Linked DNA regions of Mus musculus: region 2 is linked to region 1. The links are chromatin contacts, called in public Hi-C maps. All regions are on one chromosome and are shown on one strand. Each heading gives the region's core, a stretch centred on a gene start, on an enhancer-like site or on the middle of the called end of the contact. The rest is flanking DNA. Distances are from core to core; before and after follow the strand shown. Region 1 overlaps Tmem117 (transmembrane protein 117). Region 2 overlaps Tmem117 (transmembrane protein 117).

Region 1 (7,406 bases), core at 4,347-6,846:
CATACACACAAAAAGAAACAAATTAATCATTTAAAGTACACATCACTTGATCTGTAAAATTAAAAAAAAATAAAACAGAAAAATACAGAGTCCTCCACTTGTTTGGAATCTCAACCAGCGGACTGACAATCTGCACCCTGATATCAGAGCTCGGCAGACAGGGCTGAGTGCCTATCCTCTGTATGGTTATTCCCCTCTTACTCGGCTAGCACTAAGCACCCTGAGTTACTTGCTGAATACACTGGAACAGTCTGAAGATCAACCCCAGCTTTTGTCATTTCTTCTTCATATTATAGCTTCCGTTCTGTCTGGAGCATTTTCCCTGAGTGGAGCAGAGATTGTAGCCGAATCCCTACTGCTAGTTAATTTTAGCAGACTGTTGATTCTCAAAATTACCCATGAATACCCTGACTATTAGCAACCCAAGAATTGTCAGAGAATAGCTGAAGTTTTTTGTTAATACGCTCTCGGCTTAAATTCAAATGATCTCCCCCAGCCTTAATATATACCCAAGGGGTTAAACATATTTGCTCATTTGCTTAAAATGTTAGGCTCTGTCAGTTTATTGGTGGAAGTGAATAATTCCGGGCTGGTAGTGCCAGATCCAGCCAACGGTAATCCAGGGGCAAGAGTCTTAGCCTGGAAATGGCTTCTGTGTTCTAACGCATGCGCTAAGCTTCCACTTTCTAACTCGTAGCTGGCCTCTGAGCATGAGAGGAAAACATACAGAGGGATACTATGAGGCTTACCACCTCTGAGCGAAGCTAGAATCTTGATTCAGATAAGATTGGGCTGCAAATAATATAGAAGACATAAAACAGCTACGGACGGATGACTCGTGGCAAGGATATCTGAACGACGCTGCTGACAGAGCCCAGTCACATTCAATGCACCAAGTTCTTTCTTCAATCAAAGACGACATAGGTCCTATCACTGCATTTGACACACCACCCCCGGCTTCTTTAATCTGTTTGTTCTGTTTTTTTTTTTTATTTATTTTTAAATTACTGGAAATTTCTAAGGATTTGCCATTACTCGCTAAAACCATTGCCTTGTTCTGTGTGGTCCTAGGAGGAAGGATGCGTGTTGATTGTTTTCACAGACCCTAACTAGCATGTTGTGTGTCTGGAGCTGCGTTTGGACGGGAGAAGCTTTCTCCCATGGTGCGGCTTGAGTAAGGGAAACAACAGAGACATTTCAGGGGACGAAACACTATGTTCATGGAAGCTTTATTGAAGTGTATCTAGAGCTCCCAAGAGCCAGAATCCCATCCGCTGACAACTAAGGGAGCTTTCTATGTGGCATGGATGACATCCCTTGCATAGCTTATGTTATATGACTATTGCTAATGATTGGTGAAACTGCAATCTTTTAAAAAAAATCCGAAATAAAACAAATAATATTTATGAAATAAAAACACCAAATGTGACTTCAGGTCCCGACTATACTGATCATAAGCTACTCTGAATGCTCTTCCCTTATTGAGAATGGGTTCTTCTCTCAAACAATATATCCTGATTACACTTTCCCTTCCTTTACTTGTCCCAGTTCCTGCCCAGGGCCCCTCCCCTCTGTATCCACTCCTTTTCTGTCTCTTGTTAGGAAAGAACAGGCTCCTAAGAGATAACAACCTACATGGCTGAATAAAAAATAATAGTCAGACGAAGCAAAACTATCATGAAGGTAGACACAGCAACCCAACAGGGAGAAAAGAGTCCCAAGAGTAGGCACAAGAGTCAGAGACATTCACTCCTTCTCATGCTCAGAGTCCCATAGGAATACCAAGATGAGCACTACAATTTATACATAGAGGACATAGTGCAGACCCTTGTAGGCCCAATACGTGCTGCTTTGGTCTCTGTGAGCTTGTATGGGCCTTGTTTCAGTGATTCAGAGGGCCTTATTCTCCTGGCATCCTTCATCCTATCCCCTCTGGATCTTACAATCTTTCTGCCTCCTCAACCTCCCTGTTCCCTGAGCTCTGAGGGGAGGAAATGAAATGTTTGGTATCTTGAAGAAAGAGGAGGAGGAAGAAGAAATGAAGAAATGTGTGGTAAAGAGAAGCCCGGGGCAGGTAATAAAAGATCTGGACCCTAACCTCTGTTCTTACTGATGGCAGCCAAGAATGAGCAACACCTCTTGGCACCTCTATTTCACCTCCCTGCCTCTCCAGCCAACAGAACGGACCCTCCAGACGGCAGAAATCACTTCCTTCCAGTAAACAGGGCTGCATTCCTGCCATGTAGGGATCTCCTGGATACCACCCATGTCCGGGTTTTACATGCGGCATATTTGAGAACGGAAGACTCTGGTCACAGATGAGTTTGGACTAAATGTATTCAAAGCCATGGCTGCTATCCACCATAAAACCCACCACACACAATTGTCCTTCAAACAAAAATATAATTAGCCTGTAGAAACACTCCACAAACCCTTCTGACCTCCATGCAGACAGAACCACTGGCATTCATGAAATCTGCTGATGTATAAGTGCATCTCTAAGAGCAGAGTTCATGATTGAGAGCACTTTCGGGATGAAATAATTGATAAGGTCCTAGGAGATGCTGAAAATTCATTACACACTGTGAGGATTTATAATGCTGGGTCCTGCCTCTCTAACAAGGAACAGACGAGATGGCACAATGGGTAACTTTCATAGTGAACAAGTGTACCTTTCTTTATTAAAATAACAGTGAATTACCGTGACTCTCTCTGATTAAAATTTCTTTCAAATGTGTCTCACCCAGCACACCAGGTTCACTATAATCTTTAGAAAAGAGCTGAGAGTCCCAGAGGCCCTGCTGATGCTGAGAACTGTTGGGAATTCATCATATGTGATACAACGCTGACCTTTCCTTCGAGTACACATGTCGTTTTCAAAAGAACTGGTAGAAAATCCAAAGCACAAACCAAAGAAAACACAGTAGGTCTCCTAAAGGGAAGATTCCTTCGTTCAGCCTCCTTCGACTTCTGCAAACGTTCAGATTGATAGCTGACCAGCTCTGGCCACTGCCGTCTCCTCGATGTGGATGTTTCCTGCCCAAATTCAAGGCGGCAGAGAAGGGATGTGCCTGGGCACAGCTGCAGCACACAGCATGAACCAAACCAGCAGAGCGGGCCCCATCACCAGGAACAGCCGGCACACACCAATCTGAGAGTAATTAATGCGTGATGCGCCAACTAGATAGTCTAATTAAATAACGGTGTTTAATTACTAATTAGTATGTGACTTATGCAGACGGAACGTTTAGACTTGTCAGATGTTAAAAAGAACCCTGAGAAACTCGGAGCCCCGTCACTTCCGCGTCTCTCTTTAAATGGCGCATGTGAGGAAGAGACGATCCTCGTCTGTCTAGCCAAACCGCAACAGGAAGAACTCGCCTACCTTCCTGAGGAAGACATTGTCATTCGGCTTAGCCACCAAGCCAAAGTCAAGACGGTAGTTCAAAGTGTGGGATGGTGTATAGTCCTAATATCCCACCCATTAGAATATCCATGCTGACCAGCTGGACTGGTTTGGTTCTTGCTTTGTATACAGTTACTAACTTTACACACACAACAATCTGCCTTTGACTCAAACCGTCTCTGATGACAAACATCCAGAGTATGCAAATTACTCCCCTTGTCATTCTGGGTCTTGAAATAGGTAGGGGCTAAAGAGGGATGCCAATAGACTCTCAAGACTGATTGTGCAAGTCACATAAGATTGTGTTCCACAGCTGTGAGACTTGGGAGGTTTTCTTTCCTTTTCTTTTTTTTTTTATATATCTTTTTTTTTTTTTTTTTTTTTTGGCATCTACAGAAAAAGTACCATCTGTCTTCTCATTACCCTAAAAAAAGAAAGCAAAAGGAGTACGATGCCAACCCTTACTTTCAATTATTTATCATCTGAGATGCACACACACACACACACACACACACACACAAAAGGCTCCGTGAATAACATCTTCTCCCTTTGTGGAAAGTGTAGGTGGAAACGCCTCCAGTAGAATGTTAAACGGGAAGATGAGATGGACGCCCCTCTTTTATTAAACATTCCTTCTCATAATCTCGCCAAAACAAAAGCAACCAACCATATCTCTGCCATCTCCCTGGAGACAGTGACACACCTGCTCCCTGAAAACACAATCCTGTAACTAAAGAAAACACTAAAAATCAGGACATTTGACAAGAAGACTTGAGGAACAGTTGCCTTCCCAGAATCAACTAGGCTGCTTCCCTGACCCTGGTGGTTTTTATGGCATTGTATTTATTTACTTATTTTGTCTATGAGCGTGTGACACCACACGCGTGAAGAGGTCAGAGGATGACTGATAGGACTCACTTCTCTCCTTCTGCTATGTAGATCCTGGAGGTCAAACTCAAGTCTTAAGGCTTTGCAGGAGGTACCTTTGCCAGCTGAGCCACTCTGCGCTACTTACTACATGCTGCCCCACCCCTAAGCCCGCCAGCCCTGGGCTTTAGGCTGCTTATTTGAAATGCACTTCCCTGTCACATCTCTTGTTAACTCACATTTTTCTCTCCTACATAGTTTAAAATCCTCAGCTGAAATACAGGCTCGAGCAGTGAAGGTTCTGAAGTAACGATGATGTTAGCCTGGGGACACATTCCAAGGCAGGCAGACAGAGACTCTACAGCACCATGGGGACAGGCCAGCTCCCACAGGAATGGTCAGAGTGAAGGCTCCTGCTGGACAGTGGACAGTAATTATAAGAAACTGTGCTTGCCATCCTGGGGCAGGGGGATAAGGGACAACTCCATGGGCTGGGTTGAAATTTGGAAGAATCAAGAAATGGTAGAGTACAGCACAGAAGAAGTGGAGCAGCGGCCATCAGGAAGCCAATTTGTCAAGTGGGCCCTGGGGACAGAACTCATGAACCCTGTCCCTGCCAAAACCGGAAGTGAACCCCGTGGGGGGGGGGGGGTGTCTTCTGGGTATTTTGTTGTTGTTTATGTTTCTGAGAATGAATGATATACATGTATGGAGTCTAAAATCTCCATATCAGATCCACACGGGCTGTACAGCCATATTAGGAAGGTTATATGTGTTATCATTATTGTTAATTTCCCACTGCAAAAAAAAATGGAGTTCTACAATTATATTGGGGACTGTATAATGGCATATTGAGGACTTATGAACATATATACTATATATTTGTATATACTATATATATATATACTATATATACTATATATTTGCTACTTTCTGAGTTATAAAGTACTTTGCTTTCTGTGTTATGAAGTACTTTGCAAACAATTATTTGGGTCAGTACAGATGTCTTAGGTTTTTTATTGCGGTGTAGACACACCATGACCAGAGTAACTCTGGTAAAGAAAACATTTCACTGGGGCTGGCTTACAGTTTCAGAGGTTTAGTCCATTATCATCATGGTGGGAAACATAGCAAAGTCCAGGCAGACATGGTGCTGGAGGAGTGCTGGGAGTTCTACATCTTGGTCTGAAGGCAGCAGGAAGAGACTGGATCTCACAGGCAGCCAAGAGGAGACTGGATCCCATTGGCCAGACTTGAGCTTGTATCTAAGCCCTCCAAGCCCACCCACACAGTGACGCACTTCCTCCAAAAAGGCCACACCTCCTGATAGTGCCATTCCCTATGGACCAAGCATTCAAACACATGAATCTAGAGGGGCCATACGGTATAGGTAATTGACTAAATTCTGGCAGGTTCTTTCTCCAATACAGCGACAAGGACAAAAGTTTGTCCACAGTGCCCTCTAGTGGTTTACATTTTCAACACAAATAGACATCCTTTAAACAGCCCTTCCATGGTATTAGAATGAGGCGCACCTGTTTGAGAATCTCAAAACTGCAGGATTTGGGATCCTTAAACCTAGAATCTATTCATAAATGTCATTTTAGTCTATTAAACTGCCAACGTTAGTCTGTTAGTTCCTGGCATGAAAGTGATATGTTCTTGAGGAATCAATAAATGAATTACGAATATTAATATGTATGAGTCTCTCCTAATCCCAGTGTTCGTTTTTTAATCCATACCCCTGCCTTTGGACGATGCGCCTTCCACAGACAGATCTCATAGCTGTCCATAGAGAAACACAGCTGCCAAAGAGGAAACAACAACAACAACAACAAAATCCCATGATAACTTCACTATCTACATCTAAGATTTCAAATTCCTCATTTATAAATTATCATTATAGTCATCTTTTTTCTGAAATGAGCTGCCAATGCTCCCAGATGCCTGAAAACCAAGGAATCCTCTAGACCGAGGACCAAGGATGCTCTTCTTGGGCTTAGATGCAAGGTATCCTTACCAGAAGCTTAGTTAAGTCATGCTGCCGCCTCATAGCTATCGCAGCAACTTACAGAATCTAGGAAAATAAAGTAACAACAAGTAAAGGTTGTGAGGAAAGTCCAGTGGAAGAGAATGAAGAAAATGAGGGAAAAGAAAGGAACCCACATAGAAATACACACGAAGGAGGAATAATGAAAACCGGTAATAAATAAAACACAGACCCGACAGAGCCTGTGAAGCCAGCCTCAGAGGAAGGCAGGTGCTTGGTGCCTTTCAACCGTGAACCATTCGGAGACCTCCTCTTGCTGTCCAAAGCAGCAAGGATGGGAAGCTAAGTGGAAGCTCGTGGTTTCTAAGTTTCTGCCCCAAGTGCAGGAGCCTCCTCAACACCTGAGGATGCATTAGAACTCAGCAGGCTCAACACAGACAGTCCTCAAAAAACTTAAAACACAAATGCCCAGGGTCTAGCTACACCACCCCTGGGTAGATCCCAGAAGAGATCCATCAACACACACCAGAGATACCTGTGCATCCGTGTTTATCTTTGTACTGTCCGTAAGCACCACGATACGGAAACAAACATTCGATGAAAAGATAAAGAGAATAAGAAAAGTGATTATCTCATTACATGGAAATCGACTGAGAAGAAAATCATATTAAGTGAAGTAAGACACATTCAGAAAGATACGTATCTTCTCATATGAAAATAATTGATTTTACATACACACATACACACACATGCGTACACACATGCATGCACACTCACATGTATGTGTACACACACCCACACGTACATGCACACACAGAGACACACTCACACACTCAGACTCTAAGTTAGAAGGGGAGCTTTTGAGGGGAGGAACAAGAGAGCAATGATAGGTGTGATTATAAGCAAAGGCTGTGCTTCTCTGTGTGTGTGTGCGCGTGTGTGTGTGTGTCTGTGTCTGTGTCTGCGTGTGCATGTGCATGTGTGTGAAGATGTCCTTCTGAACCTCATTGTTTTGTCTATTTGGTTACATTTTTGTTTTAATAAACAATCTGAGAGCTTGGGCTATCACTTAGGAAAATTGCTTACATTGGGAGTACGAGGAGGACCTGAGTTCCCATCCCCAGAACCTATGTAAAGGGTCAG
Region 2 (6,816 bases), core at 2,748-5,247, 300 kb before region 1:
TATTACATAAAAGCCGTTACAAAGGAAACAGACCCGGACGGCTAAACTATATCTGATAAAAGCTATGACTGCAAATAAAATGAATGACAGAGTATCTTCACTCGTCCTAGATGAATGACAAATATCATTAAACCATCTTTTTATTTCTTGGTTGCAGATAGAGAACGCTTCTTGGTAGTAATTGGGCCACTGTATTTAAACCAGCTTCTTAGTTGCAAGGCGTTTTCTGACTTCTCCCATTTAGACCATCCTCCACGAAACTCAAGTTTTCTGCTGGTGTGAAATTGCTTTCAGTTTAAAAAGCAATCTCGGGAGATTTCTTTTTGGACTGTGGTCAAAAACCTCATTCACTAAAAAATAGTTTCTCTATTACTTCCCAGCTCTTCCTGGAGATAGAAAGATGAGTTAAGGAAGTGGGGGTGGAGAGGAGAACAAGAGAGAGGAGGGGAGTTTTGTGGTGTTTACCTGGAGGGAGGCTTTCCTTGTTTTAGGAAGATATCAGAGAGAGGCGTTGATGTGTGAGGAGGGGGAGTGTAGGAAAAGCAGCTGTATGAGAGTGTTTTAAAGAGAACACAAAAGGGACAATGTCTCAACTATGCCATCTCCCAGTTCTCCCTTTTGCTTCATCTGTCATAAAGTCATGTTTTATTGTTTCAAAACTCTTTTACTTAATCCGATTTCCTAAGTTCATTTTCCCTTTATTATTTTAATTTTTGTATTTCCATCCCCTTTATTTTAATGTTTGCAATTCTCACTCCCCATTCCTCTTCAGACACCTCATTTTGAGTCAGCATACATCTGGTCTACCTTGGCTTGCAGTGGAATGGCAATCATAGTAATTGCTACACCATTTTGAGCTTCTTTTAGTGAAAATTTTTTATCTGAAGTTTGTTGAATCACAAGTATTTAAACCAGAAGGCAAAGGGAAGAGAGGAGGGCACTTTTTGTCTCCCCAGGTTTCAGATACTTCATTTACAGGTCAGTGTTGAACCTATTGACTTCATATACTTCCTGGAAGCATGAGATCACGCCTAAGCAGCAACCTCCACAGTGACAGAGACAGAGGAAGAGACACAGGTATGGTCAATAAGCATGGTTGGTTTCCTAGCATCATTCATTTGGTTTAACCTGAGAGACAGTGGAGGAAACTGATGGTTCTGTTTCACACTGGCTATGGTAAAGACAAAAAAAGGCCTTCTTTTCCTGTCTATCCCCATCCATTGCATAATAGAGGTCACCCTGATGCCTCTGACTAGGGCTTGGGTCAGAGCAGAGGTTTTGAGGCTACTTTCTTAGGGCAAAAGGGAGAGAGACACCTCTCCTACATGCATGTAGCAGTAGTTATATATATAATGTGTGTGTGTATATATGTATGTATGCATATATATATGAATGAATAGAATTTATTCAGGGCATGGGGAGGGAGAAGTTAAGAGGATAGAAGAGATAGAGAAAGGCAGAGAGAGAGAGAGAGAGAGAGAGAGAGAGAGAGAGAGAGAGAGAGAAGAGAGGAGAGAAGACAAGAGTAGAGAGAGGCTGGCCATGAGCATGTGGGGGAGGGGGGGATGGGAAGAGAAGGGGGAAGGGAAGCAGGGAAAGTGCAAGGGAGGAGCAAGAGACCAAAGGGGACAGAGCATAGCACATAACTTCCCTGGGGACTCTTTCCTTCTCTCTAGACTCCAGTGAGTGGGACAAGGAACAGATGAATGACTGCAAGCAAACACTGGGGATGTCATAGCATTGTTACCATAAATGCACAGCCATCGTAAGTACACATTGCATAGAGAGGTATCAGGAGTCACAGCTTGCTTGCCTTGTACGTGACTGTCAATGCCATCTTAGCAGGAAAATAAGAAAACAAAAGCTTGCCGAGTTCTCTTAAAATAGGAGTTTCCGCATGGTGACTTCCAGAAATAACTGAGGTAGGTGTGTGTGTGTGTATGTATGCATGCATAGATGAGAATATTTGGCTATGCTATGATTGAGTCACTAGTCTCAAGTGACACAAGAGCCACGCAGGATAGCTTAGACTTCCTGGTTCCAAAGCCTAGATGCTTTCTGCTCATCCCGACTGTCTCTAACCGTAGACACATAGCATGGCTTCCTGGCTTTATCTCACTGCTGCTCATCCCGACTGTCTCTGACCATAGAAACATAGCATGGCTTCCTGGTTTTATCTCACTGCTGGCCTTTTTATTGGCTTTGTGTGCCTGGCCTCAGAATTAACCATGATCACTAGCTTAGCTCCTGCTAGAAGCTAGTCATAGGGGGTTGGAGCTCCTTCCCTCTTTGAGTGGGTGTTAGTAGCATCACCTCACCCTAGCATAAGACCAACTTTAATTTTTTTCTCCATAAATAACTTCCCTGGGGACTCTTTCCTTCTCTCTAGACTCCAGTGAGTGGGACAAGGAACAGATGAATGACTGCAAGCAAACACTGGGGATGTCATAGCATTGTTACCATAAATGCACAGCCATCGTAAGTACACATTGCATAGAGAGGTATCAGGAGTCACAGCTTGCTTGCCTTGTACGTGACTGTCAATGACATCATTTGAACTAAATACATACAGTAGGAGGAGTACAACCAGGTGAAATGTGTGCAGCTAGCAAGCCCAGGAGCCAGAAGCTCATCCTCCTGAAGTGGCATATTATTGTTTTGTTCTTTGAAATTGCTATCAATCTGGGGCCTCGGTACTGCTCTCTACTATTGAAGCCAGCAGCAGCTGCAGAGATCTCTCAGTGATGAGAGTGAGTTAGGCACACAGTACCAAGCCGCTCCAGTTCTCAACAGCTCATGAGGATGTACCAAGTGTAGACATGTCTCCAACTCTGCATCCGTTCACAGACGACATACGGTTAATTTTCATTCGGATGAGTATATTTCCCACGGAAAATAAAAGAGATGTGCCATGACAGTTGTCTACTTTTCTTACTATGGTCTACTTCTGTCTGTAGCAATGAAAGTCAGTTCGTGATCCCTGCTATTCACAGACCATATTTGGGCAGGATTTAGCAGCAGTACTGTGCATCTAGATTACACTGTCTTGGGAACATTGTGGAGTCATTTCTCAGCGCTTCCTTGGGGAATCTCAAGGAAAAGGGCTGGGTGTCATTCAGAGGAGTTTAAGTTTAAAGCATTCACTGTTTTTAATTCCCCAGTGATAAAATAATGATTCCCTGTGTCTATTTAGGTAAGAAATTGACCAAAAAAATTAATAACCATTATTACTTTATCATAACAAACTAAAGCCAGAGTAAAAGCAAAGAAATGTTCGATTTTCTGGGTTCATGATTGATCAATTGGTTTTTGCGGTAATTAAGGGAAAGAATAGGTCTTACTAAAAAGTTGATAAGTAGAAACTTTCCTTGTTTCTGGTTTACTATTTGACAGTCTTATTCACATATGTAGTGACTTTTGTTCATTCCTCCCTCGTCCTCTCCCCCCACAGAAGCCCTTCTTTCCAATAAATTCTCCTACTTTGATGGCTGCTTTCATAACCCACTGAGTTGAGTTCTAGTTGCTTATGTAAGCACAAATGGGAAGGAATTTATTGGAGAAGGGCAACTTACCAGTGACGAGACCACTAAAGAAAAGACACTTCCCCCCCCCCCCTCAGCAGCCGTTACATGCACATAGACCCTTAGGTGAGAATGAGGCTTCCTGTGTCCCTTGCCCACATATGACAGAATGCTGACAGTCCCACTCTTGTGTGAGTCCTGGGCAGTAATCATAGTGCAGTGACTTTGTGAGTGCAGCAGTCATGTCGTGATAGAATTGACAATAGACTCTAAAATGTTACTATAAAACATCAACTCATCCTCAATTTAATAGTTTTTTATCTTCCTTTTTATAGCATTATATTATCAGGCTTCAGATGATTTCAAAGTCAACTTTACAGGCATATTTCTTTCTTAGCTCATCTCTATTCATGCATATTTCAGAACTGAATGCAGAATGTGAATAACAGGACACCATTCCACCCAAAACCTCCCCAGCTTGCAATGTGTCCTTAGCTCTTCTATGCTTGCCAGTGTCCTAGCAACAGGATTCCAGATGACAGCATGACAGCGAGCAGCCTGAAGAATTGTTCTTATGCTTTGGGTGATATTTCTGCTTCTTATTAAGAAGCCAGAGAGCCTGCTATTTTCCTCTCCAACAATCCCTTGCTCCTGATTGGCAAAGTTGCCATAGGAATACTTGGCTGAATTAATTCTCAGAAGCCTTGTTATACAGTAGGCTCTGCTTATTCATTGGCCTTGCCCATCATCCCCACTGAAAGATAAGCTCCAGGGAGCTTAGGTGACTTTTCCATGTTTTGATAACTGCTGTATTCTCAATACATGAATTCAACTCAGCATATGGTAGGAACTCAAGTATTTGTGTAAATGGTGAACAATGAGCTCTGAAAGCTAAAAGGGCAACGTGATCCCTTTTGTGTTTCTGGGAGTGGAAGCACGGAGTGGATTTGGGTATGAGAAATAGCACAGTGATCATTATGCATCACTCCAACATCTGAAACGTTGAAAAACTGGGTGTTTTGTTTTGTCCTTATCATCCAGCTTCAGTGAGACCTTGAACATAGTGACATGCAGTTTAAGCTATTTGCAAAGATCACAAAGAAAAGAAGAAAGTAGATCATTAGCGAGGGTAGATAAGATGGCTAATCTTGGCTGTCAATGAACATCTGGAGTTGACTAAAACTCAAGTAGTTGGGCACACCTGTGAGGAATTTTTCTTGATTGAATTATTTAAGGAGGGATGACCCACCTATTTTTGGATCATTTGAAGTGGGAAGACTCACCCTAAATCTGGGCCACACCATCTGGTGGCAGCCAGATTTAGGACATAAAAGGACATGGGAGAAGGAAGCTCTTGTTTTCTGCCTGCTTGCCTACACAGTCTGTAAGGCACTCTAATAAATCCTCTTAATATACATATATAAATTACACACACACACACATGAATACACATATTTTCTAATGGGTCTTTTCCTCTAGAGAACCCTGACACTACTATGGTGAAAGGCAAGAATAAATACTGAAGATGTTTGGAGAATTGATCAAGGATGTTTGGAGTCATCTTTCTTGTCACCCTTTAAAGGAAAGAAGCTATGAGACTTGTCAAACTAAGTCAGAGAACCAGAGACTAAGTGTAGAAGGCATTTGAGGTAGAATTGTGGGAGGGTTATTTCCCACACTGGGGTCTGGCAGGTATGTTGAGGCCAAGCTAGAACATCACAGGTGCTTGGTTGTAACTGTAAAGGATGCTCAGGAGAGGGGTGGCTGGAAGCTGGCCTCACCTGTCCCCTGATACCCACCCTCTCCTCATGTCACATTCATAGCTTCTCTTCATTGTCACTCTTTTTACTTCCTTAAGAGAAATTGTTCTATAACCTTATGAGCTGTGTAAAGTATTTAATTGAGGGGGAATGGATTTCTTGATTTTCTGTTTGAGGGAGGTTTTAGCCAACTCCGAGCAGGGATGCTTCACTGATCTGTAAAACAAATCCATACCCTTTCCTGAAATGTTTTAATGAATGTAACTTTCTCTCTTTTCTTCTTAAAGAATAATCCATTTTATTTTGCGTGTATGTTGTTTTCCTGAATGGATGGATGTGTACCACGCATGTCCCTAGCACCCGTGGAGATGAGAAGGCGGCATAGAATCCCCTGGGAACTAGAGTGCTGAGAACCAAACTGAAGTCCTCTCCAACTGCAGCCAGCACTCTGAGCTTCTAAGCCACCTCTCCAGCCCAGAATGTGATGTTTTTCATGTGTTTCTATTTCCAAATACCCCCAAACTAGAAAAATCGTTGTCTCCTAAATGATCGATCAAGTTAACCACAAGGGTGTGGTTTGTGATCGTTTTCTTCCTTCATGAACTGTGTTTTTGTTTACTTTCTCTCAGAAGTCCACACACTTCCCCCAGCTAATTCTAAAGAGAGCATACATCAGCGAGTTGTAAGTATTCGTTTATTACCTCTAAAAACACCAATCTAGCCCAGAGCAGGTCTGAAAAGTTAACTACACTCTATTACTTTTAAGAGAACTTGCCTCAAGGCTGTAGTGAGGAAGCAGTAGGTTTTTTACAAACAAGCTTCAGTACATCTAGACCCTGAAAACATCATTCCTTTACACTCCAAACTGGAAGCAAACCGATGCCCTGCCCTGGCAGATGGATGTGAGGAAGGACAAATAAAAGCCGGTCTTAAAAGTGTTTACACTAATGGAAATGCATCATGTGGCCTCTAGGAATAATGGGAAATCAATAACCCTGACTGGGGCAACACAGTTCAGGAGCAGGAGGGAGGGAGTGCTTAACATCTTAGAGACTCCTGGGGAAAGAAGAGGAGAGCGCAATGGCTGGCTAAGAAGACAGCAGTGAGAGGTAGCGCTGTATTCAAAGAAACACAGCAATGGCTCATTTCAGCTTTACCTTCCAAGGTCTGTCAATCCCAACCTACTTAGCACTTGCTCTTTCTAAAGATTCACATATTTTTATTTTGTGTGTTATTGTTTTGTCTCCCTGTTTGTGTTATTATGTGCATACCTTGTACCCATGGAAACCAGAAAAGGGAGTAGGACCCCACTGAAATGGAGTTAAAGATGTAAGCCAGCATGTGTGTGCTAGAAATTGAACCTGGATCATATGGAAAAGCAGCCAGTGCTCTTGACTGCTGAGTCATGTCTCCAGCCCTTACTTGGCATGCCTTAAAAGAGTGAATGTTAACTGTGTGTTTTTGCTTGCCCGATACTCAAAAGAATTCCCTTTCCACAGAAAGAATGAAGTCCAGTGGAAGAAATTCATTAGAGC

Evidence for each region. Hi-C and Micro-C count contacts between places; a contact is called where the count stands out from the background.
Region 2: a contact with region 1 is called in a Hi-C map of cortical neurons, with 2.2 times the contacts expected there. The contact joins two enhancer-like sites. A contact is called at or near these places in 4 of 484 Hi-C or Micro-C datasets (cerebral cortex and cortical neurons) and 1 of 115 datasets of contacts at active chromatin or transcription factors (differentiating embryonic stem cells).

What each region holds. Positions count from the first base shown.
Region 1 is chr15:94,767,646-94,775,051 of GRCm38.p6, reverse strand. All of the region lies in intron 3 of Tmem117 (transmembrane protein 117), which reads right to left. Among named protein-coding and RNA genes, the nearest start is that of Gm25546, 90 kb to the right of the region's middle. Within about 2 kb of position 5,596, at least 9 of the 459 cell types and tissues checked have an H3K27ac peak or open chromatin away from gene starts, as enhancers often do. A contact at or near this core is called in cortical neurons, where this site is marked.
Region 2 is chr15:95,066,237-95,073,052 of GRCm38.p6, reverse strand. All of the region lies in intron 6 of Tmem117 (transmembrane protein 117), which reads right to left. Gm30810 (a long non-coding RNA gene) reads left to right here. Exons shown (of 4, transcript XR_384360.4): 3 at 1-1,077; 4 at 1,677-6,816. Among named protein-coding and RNA genes, the nearest start is that of Gm30810, 10 kb to the left of the region's middle. Within about 2 kb of position 3,997, at least 11 of the 459 cell types and tissues checked have an H3K27ac peak or open chromatin away from gene starts, as enhancers often do. A contact at or near this core is called in cortical neurons, where this site is marked.